Regions from separate parts of the Ovis aries genome. Here region 2 is linked to region 1. A link is a contact called in public Hi-C data. All regions are on one chromosome and are shown on one strand. Each heading gives the region's core, a stretch centred on a gene start, on an enhancer-like site or on the middle of the called end of the contact. The rest is flanking DNA. Distances are from core to core; before and after follow the strand shown.

Region 1 (4,725 bases), core at 181-2,680:
TGTGGGCCAGACGCGGGGCTCAAGGAGATCGCCTCCGGGCCCGCGGGGCTGGGGCTGCGCAGGCCGAGCGGCGTGATCCGAGGAGCCGGGACAGGCAGGGTCGGCACTCACCTGGCGTGAGGGGCTGGCTCAGCAGCGCTCAGCACAGACCCGCCGCCAAAAAAAGGCACGGCGGCTGCCGCATTGTGCCGCAGGGCGTCCACCAGCACCGTGCATCTCTGGGCGAGCTGTGCCTTGGCCTCCCAGAAGGAAAGACAGCCCGAGGGCGCCGTGGGAGCAGGCTGCCCCAAGACCACCAATGGCTTCATGTCCATGCGCTGCAGGAAGGCCAGGGCGAAGGCCAGACTGGATACTGCCTTCGGGCACTTGATCACCTCCTCCTCCACCTGCGGAGGCGTGGGCGTTCAGGGGGCACGACGCCCACCCTGACTCCTTCCTCACCTGCTCGTTCCTCCAGCCTGGTCCTCAGGGTCCCCTCTGAGGGGGAGTCCCCATCCTGCCCAGGAGTTATCAGACCCCATTTCTGGTCACCTGCGCCCACCTGCTCTGCCCTTTGCCCCATTGGGTCTTGCCATCATCCTCTTATCTCACACTAGCGTTAGTCGCTCGGCTGCTCCCTGCGACCTTGGACTCTAGGACACCTTAGGGGGAGGGGTGACACAGGCAGCTTCTCTCCAGGTTCCCCGATGGCCAACTGAACCCCTAACTGTGCCCAGGGTGGGAGGACTACTCTGGCGCATCTTATTCCACCGGCTGGAGACCCCAGACTCCTCACCGGGCTAGGAGCCAGGCTTTTCGAGGGCCGCGGCCTCTCCCAGTCCCGGGCGCTCGTTAGGGCTCAGTTGATCCCCTTCCTGGTTCCCCTCCCCGATCGACAGCCCGTCCTGCCAGACCCGGCGACACATCGGCACACAGCCCCCACCCACGGTCTGCGACCCAGCCAGACGCCGGGCTCGGCTCACCTCGATGACGGCGAAGGGCCTGTCGGCGCAGTGATGGCAGGCCTGGAACTGCGTGAGCCAGTGGTGCGCCTCCCCGGGACTGGCCCCGCACTGGTTCAGGAAGGTCTGGATGTCTCGCTGCACCAGCGAGCGGCCGGCGGGGGGCCCCGGGGAATCGGGGGGCACCGGGGGCGCGGGGGGCTGCGTCCACAACGGCTCCTCCGCTGCAGACGGATGGACGTCGTCCTTGGCTCCCTCGGCCTCCTCTCGGGCTAGCTGGGCCGGCCTCCAAGCCGTGCTGAGCCGGCGTCCCGGGCTGGTACCCCTGGTCGCCTGCCGCCGCGCGCCGCAGCTCAGCCTCCTGGTGCTCCCCGTGCCTCGGGGTCCCCGGAGCCTCCCGCCCACAGGCGCTGCCCAGAGGGCCCAGGCCATACGCACCGTCGCCATGACAACCAGACCGAATCGCCCCCCCACTAGTGACCGTCTGTCAGGAGCTCCTGCCTTCAGGGGCCTCTTAACCTGCCGCGGGGCGGGGCTGGGCCGTTCGGGGCGGGGCGACGACGGGGTAGGGGGCCGCGGGTCGGGCCATGGGTCAGAGGGCGGCGCTGACAGGATTCCCCGCCCCTGGAGGGGGGTGACGGAACCCACTAGCGAGAGTCACGAGGCCGAGATAAAGGGTGGCTGCGTGTCTAAGCTACTGCCAAGGCCGGTTTCAGAAGGGTTCAGGGGCCCCACAGGTGGCTCTGGCGCTCAGCGGGGTCTTGAACAACCAAGGAGGAGTCTGACTAGGGCAAGAGGGCAGAGCAGCCACCTGACTAAGGAAGGAGGCTTATGGGGCAAGAGTGAAAGCCCGGGGGTAGGGCAAGCCTCTGCCCCGTTTGAGCTCAAAGAAGATGGAATCACGTGGAGGTTACCAGGGTTTGCCAAACCCCAGCCACTGGGTGCCACCTTGAAGAATTTTGTCTTTGTGGATAAATTTTAAATTTATCCACATCAGGACTGTAACTAGAAAGCTGATGTCACTTGTAAGAAAGCCTTACAAATAAACAGGTTAAAAAATGTTATAAATTCCAGCTGGATAGTGTTGACTGCTTCTGTTGGAAACAAAGATGGTTAGGAAGGTAGAGATCCCATAGCAAGCTTGACGCTTCTTCCTTGGTAGAATAGCTGCTGACACATGCAGAACACCAGGCCCTATGCAAAGCACTTCACAAATAGTAACTCACTGAAGCCTTACAATGACTCCAGAATGGACACTTTTATTATACCCATTTTATAGATGAGGAGACTGAGGCACAGAAATGTGTGAGGGCCAAGGTCATTCAGTTCATTAGCAGTGGAGGTGGTCTTTGAGGCAAAGCAGTTTTGTTCCTGATTCATGTTATTAAGCAAGATGTGCAAAGGACTTGAAAACTTTCATAGGATGTGATTCATTATTGCTTAATACTGTATACGTGTGCTGCTTAAAAACACCCAGTGCGCAATCTGGTACACATCCTGCCCTCGGGGACACTATCCTCTGATGGGGTCCCACCCTCTGTCCTTATGGAGGGTGAAACCAACTGCAGAGGGGTGACAAATTGGCTGAGGTCACACAGCTTGTTAGTGTCACGGCCAGACCCTTGGCACCCTTGGGCCCCCCCCACCGCCCCACCCCTGCACAGCTCTGTGTTCCCTGTGCTGGAACTCAGGACTCCTGGGGCTTTGCTTGCGTGGGGAGCATAGTCTGGGTTCTTCTCTCCTGAGTACTGCAGAGGATGCCAGCTGAATGCACCAGTCCTTCCTGGGCCTCCCCCATTAAAAGACACTTTCCCGTGAACAGGTGCACGTTATACAAGCAGGCACACACGCACACAGCACAGTACATGCACGTACTGTCCCGGGCAGGAGACTCCTGTCAGCAGGAGACAGGAGCTGACCTCTGTGATTTCCGCTCACTTTTCCATTTCCCTGCTTCGAAATTCTGAGTTCCAACAGAGAGTGAAGCAATGAGAGGGAGGGTTTGTACACCTTGCCCTGTGGGGCCAACTCCAGGGCTGCCTTTCTCTTCTCTCCTTACTGCTGCCGCCCGCCCCCCACTTCCCAGAATCCACTGGGGCATCTTGATTTTCCTTCTTTCTGCTCTCAGAGAGCCCCACCCTCAAATGTGCTTTCCCTTCCTGGTCTCTCCATCCAAGCCCCTCCTCAGAGTGCCTCCTCAACACCTCCCTACTCAGTTTCCCGGTTCTGGGTCTCTCCTGCCTTTGCTGCTCTGGATCCCTGCCTCTGTCCTGGCCCCTCATCAATTCTTCCAGGTCTTTCCCCGCCAGCTGCAGTTGAGTCCTGCCTCTTGCCAACTCGGGGCCTTTGTGAGGGCAAGGATGACCTCTCTTTTCAGATTGGGCTCCCTGAGGGCAGGGTTGGTGTCTCTCTCTTCAGCTGGGGGGCTTCCCGAGGGCCCCAAGTAGCCAAGAGCATCCACCCCATTTCCCCTGGCTGGTGGGGCTCACCCTGGCTGGGGATCTCCTTCCCTCTTCTTGGGCTTCAGCCCAGAGGGCTGTGTCCGCAGACAGCCAATGGGACCCAGGAATACCCCAAGTAGATGATTAACTCCAGGCCAGATGACCCTGGGGTCACTATCCCTGGGGCAGGCCAGCCTATGGTTGGGAACCGACCCTGCCTTCTGGAGGAGACGTCTGTGGGTGTGTGGGGTCAGCACCCTCGCCTAACCCGCCCTCTGACCTGAAGGCCTGCAGGATCACTGTTGGTCTATGATTCCAGCTTGAATTTTGTTTTTCCCTCATTTTTCAGAGCAAGATCTGTTGTCAATGGGCTCAGAACTGGGCTCCTATCTTTTTTTTTTTAATATTTATTTATTTGACTGCGTAAGGCCTACTTGCAGCACATAGTATCTCTGTTACATCATGTGGGAGCATCACGTGGTGTTGTAGCATGGGGACTCAGTAGTTGCAGCAAGCTACACTTAGTTGCTACAAGGCATGTGGGATCTTAGTTCCCTGCCCAGGGATGCAACCTGCATCCCCTGCAATGCAAGGTGGATTCTTAACTACTAGACCATCAAGGAAGTCCCAGGGCACTTATCAGGTCTTGGGTCCTCAAGATGCTGGGAGCAGAAATAACCTTCTAACTCCTCCAGACACCTCCCCTCAGCAGGGGCCTCAGCCCTGGACACAGGGGCAGGTTTGGAGGGTCAAGGTTTTCCCTCCCGTTAGAGTCCTCCTTGGCTGCCACTTAGTATACGTGGACATGGAGGCAACAGGAATCTGGGCAGGTGAGGGGCCAGGGTTGACAGCTGACAGTCTCAATCATAGCACAGGAAGAAACACACACATAGATACACAGATCAGACAAAAGCAGAGACCCACACCATCCGTTAAGATGCACACAGGTATGCAGACACAGAGTACATAACCTGGAGACTCCCAGCATCTACAGTCTCACGGACACACATGTGCACATGGATACACAGTGCAGACACACAGATGGAGAGAGAGAGAGAGTTCTGCTCAGACACACGTTTGCACATTTGCAGAGACTTTCTCAGCAACTGTCATACATAGAAACACACGCACATATATGTGCAAAGGTACTGAGAGCATGTAGGTATACACCTAGCTGTAGTCGTGGACGGTTTCAGGGACATGTAGATCCGGAGATTCAAGTGTACACAGACTTGTGCACACACACATGCACACACACACACACAACATCCAGAGTTAGAAGCCCAACCCACTCCTCCTTGAGACCACACCCATCTACCCATGTACAGAGGCACGCAGCCGCA
Region 2 (4,094 bases), core at 1,466-3,965, 270 kb before region 1:
GTTTTTTTGTTTTTTCTTATGCACAGTTCCATGAATGGGGATTGAACCCAAGCCCTTCACAGTGAAAGTTCTAACCTCTGGACCTCCAGGAAATTCCCAGCTTCGTTGCCTTCTGATTCTGTACATGCGTGCTAAGTCCCTTCAGTCACGTCTGACTCTTTGCAACTCTATGGACTGCAGCTCACCAGGATCCTCTGTCCATGGGATTCTTCAGGCAAGAAAGATGGAATCCGCTGCCATTTCCTTCTCCAGGGGATCTTCCCGACCCAGGATCGAACCCAGGTCTCATGTTTACCTGCATTGGCAGGTGGGTTCTTTACCACTAGCACTATTTATATATATGTACATATACCATACATATATATTTCAGAGGGAGAAATCCTTTTCCCCACCAGCTTTTAATTTTGAAACCTTTTAAAACTTCAGAAAAACTTTGAGAACTGTACAGTGAGCAGCACATACCCTTCGCTTTGATCCACAGTTGTTTCACATTTTGCTGCTGCTGCTGCTAAGACACTTCAGTCGTGTCTGCCTCTTCCTGACCCCATGGACTGCAGCCTACCAGGCTCCTCCATCCATGGGATTTTCCAGGCAAGAGTACTGGAGTAGGGTGCCATTGCCTTCTCCTCCCATTTTGCTACATTGGCCTTATTTCTTTCTTTTTGCTGGATCATTTGAGACTAAGTTGCAGATATTTACCCCTCAGCACTCCTAAGAACATTTCCTGAGAACAAGGGCATGCTCCTACAAACCTGCTGTATACTTACCACACTCAAGAAATTTAATGTTGATAAAATAATATTAACCATACAGGCCTTCTTCAGTTTTCTCCAGTTGTCATAATAAAGTCCTCTCTAACTCCCCCACGCTTCCCTGGTGGCTCAGTAGTAAAGAATCCTCCTGCCAATGTAGGAGACGTGGGTTCAATCCCTGGGTCGGGAAGATTCCCTGGAGAAGGAAATGTCAACACTCCAGTATTCTTGCCTGGGAAATCCCAAGGACAGTGGAGCCTGGTAGGCTACAGTCCACGGGGTTGCAAAAGAAATCAGGCTTGACTAATCAATACACAATACAATACTAACTTCCCCACCCCTCCCTGCCCACTGGGCTCAATCAAAGCTCCGACTTGGCATTTAGCTGGGGGCCTAGAATTCAGCTGAGGAGCCAGGCGGGCTACAGTCCATGGGGTCACGAGAGTCGGACACAAATTACCAGCTAAGCCACCATCACCAGAGTTTGGATCACTTTTCTCTGGTTCTGTGATCCAGAAGCTTGGGGACTGGCCTCCAGCAAGGCACTTCTGGTGGGCACAGTTCTGGCTCTAAACTCAGAGGTGCTGGTAGAGTCCATGGGACGAACCTGAGCCCTACTTCAGGGCCCTAAATGTCTTCCTAGGCCCTAGGGGTGCAAGCTGGGGCTTGCCCTGGAAGAACTGAGCCTCACAATAAACTATCTTCTGTTTATATCCCTTCCCCAGTGCCAGGCAAGGACTTGTTCATCAGTCCCTGAGATAACCTCTGGGGCTGGTACTGTTTTCTCCCCTTTTACAGTTGAAAGGAATATCTGTTTTTACCATCTGACAAGGAGGCTGGTGATGGCCACATGGGGCCACATGCTGCCTCTAGAAGGACTTTTGGGTGCCTGGTCAGTGTGAACCATGGCTGAGTCAGCCAGGACAGTGGCCGTCTCCTCCTCAGGACTCTAGGCTTGCTTCTCAGGGCAGGCCAGTCTAGCCAGGGCCCCACAGTTACGAGCATCTCAAGCTGTGGCTCCACCCTGAAGTTGCTCTGATTGCCCTTGGATGGCACCTCCATCGGCTCCAGCGGTAAATAACTTCTCGCAGCTACCCACACTGCTGCCAGTGTGCTGACCTTTGGTGCCCAAGGTTTTCTCAGCCTCAAAGCATTTACTGTGGTGTATGGCAGGGGCTGTGATCTGCTCAGCTCTGGGTGGGGCCACAGAACTATTTGTTGACTCTTTACTTAGCTTTTTACAGACTTGTCTTTAGCTAAGAGTCTGTAAATCAGCAGGCAGGTGACCTCATCTTTCAGTTGAGGAAACAGGTGTAGTGACAAATCTCAAAAGCACCCTTTTGCAAGAAGAAACTCAGAAATGCAAGGAGTGCGAGCCCCTCCTTCTACTGTGAAGGAGACTGAGGCTCAGAGATCACCAGGTTTGATTCCTGGTTGAGCTACGTTGCTCTGGGAAGAAGGCATGTGAGGAGTCATCACTATCTGCACCTGCATTTAGGATCAGAATCCTGGTTGCTCTAAAGACCCTTTCCAGAAATTTCTGTGCCAAGGGGGAGGGGACAATGAATAATAACAGTGCTTTCCCCAGGTGTCTCAGTGGTAAAGAGTTCGCCTGCTAATGCAGGAGACACAGGTTTGATTCCTGTGTCAGGCAGATCCCCTGGAGAAGGACATCGCAACCCACTCCAGTATTCTTGCCTGGGAAATCCCATGGACAGAGGAGCCCGGCAGGCTACAGCCCATGGGGTTGCAGAGTCAGACAGGACTTAGCAACTAAACAACAGTAATAGTAACAGTCACTGACTGCTTGCCAAGTGCCAGACAGGGCTTTATGTATATTAGAGCTATTAACTCATAAAATACAAAATTGCTGGGAGGTGCAGGTATTTTGATCCCCATCAGCTCATTTTATAAATGGCTTAAAAACCTCTAGATATTTGCTAGATGTCCCACAGCTGCTGCAGGAGGCAGCTCAGACTGGAACCAGGTCCTGGCCTCCCAGAGCTCTGATCTTGAGGCAGGTAAGTGGTGCGGGCCTGCACGTGCTGTATCTTAGAGTTCTTGAGACCTAAGGCCTGAGTAAACCTTTGCCAGGAGCAGAGAGCCTGCTGCTCTCATGTGATTTCGATGCAACTTGACCTCTAGGGTCCTCATTTTCTCACCGTAAAATGGGAAGAGTGCATGGGAGAAGTCTGGGTTCTACTCCAGACCAGGAGTCATTACACACAAGGACTTGTCTCTTCCTCTGTAAAATGGGAAGAGGTATCTCTTGGCTGATGGCTGTGAAACTGTTTGTAAGCCATGTCTGTAAGGCGGTAAAGGACCTTAATCGCGGCTGGGCTCTCTCCCTGACAGTTTATAAAATGATTTTGTGTCGTTTCAAAACTCACTTGGTATAAGAAGGGAATGTAAATGGCGCCTTCTCTCGGGGCCCTTTAGACCAGCAGCTCTTCACCGGTCACTCCCCGCCCCCCACTTCGGGTTTCCTAGCCTCAGAGAGCCGCAAAGACTTTTCTCAGGGAAAGCGCATGGTTGGCCCCATGGAATCCACGTGCTACTCCGGCGTGCACCGGCTGGCTGGGTTACTCCCGGCCGGGAAGCAACCGTTCTGGAGGTGAGGGGCGGAGAAGCAAGTGACGTCAGAGTCACGGCCTACCATTCTTAAAGGCGCAGGCTCATAGCCCGTGTTCGTTTTTCTGTTAGAACAAATAATCGGTGAGCGAACGAAGTTTTAAAGGCGAGGCAGTTGGTGGGGTCTCGGCTAACGGGACTGGCCCGGGAGAAAAATGAGTCTCCTGAGAAGCAGGATCGGAGACTTCGTTACAGGATTTACGCCAACCTGTCACCCCGGAGAGACAATTTGAGGGGAGGGGTTTGGTATTTGTCCAGTTCGAATTCCGGGTTCTTAACTTTGACCCTCAGTTTCGTCTTCCGTAAAATGGGGAAGGCGAAAAATAATCTATTTCTAAAACTGTTGAGACGTAGAAATAGGTTTTGTGAGAGTAACCAATACAGAAATGTTGGTCCCTTTTCCCCCTACTCGATCCTATCTCAGTGCAAAGTAAGAAATCCGAGGCCCGGAGCGGCGTTGTAACTTGCCCAGGGTCACAAGGAGGTGGGACGAAGCCCAGGTTAAACCCAGATCTCACAGGGGCTCCCAGGCCAGCCGCTCCTCGGGCCAGCCTGTCTGGCTTCAGTTGCTTACTCGTTAACTCCATCGCCCACACCCGCATGGTACCCCGCAGTTTGTCAAGTGGTTTTGGCGTTGCAACCTCGGTGGATTGTCTGTTAAATGGGGACGACCCTGTTTGATACGATCGTCATGAAGTTGTAAAAACCTCA

What was found. A called contact is a pair of places that touch in the nucleus more often than the background predicts.
Region 2: a Hi-C map of mixed tissues shows a contact between it and region 1, with 2.8 times the contacts expected there. The contact joins the promoter of SLC25A39 here to the promoter of NAGS in region 1. A contact is called at or near these places in 2 of 16 Hi-C or Micro-C datasets (hypothalamus and mixed tissues).

What each region holds. Positions count from the first base shown.
Region 1 is chr11:43,600,910-43,605,634 of ARS-UI_Ramb_v3.0, reverse strand. NAGS (N-acetylglutamate synthase) reads right to left here and starts at 1,430. Exons shown (of 6, transcript XM_060394920.1): 1 at 963-1,430; 2 at 112-386. The coding sequence starts at 1,388.
Region 2 is chr11:43,869,343-43,873,436 of ARS-UI_Ramb_v3.0, reverse strand. SLC25A39 (solute carrier family 25 member 39) reads left to right here and starts at 2,715. Exons shown (of 12, transcript XM_060394921.1): 1 at 2,715-2,773.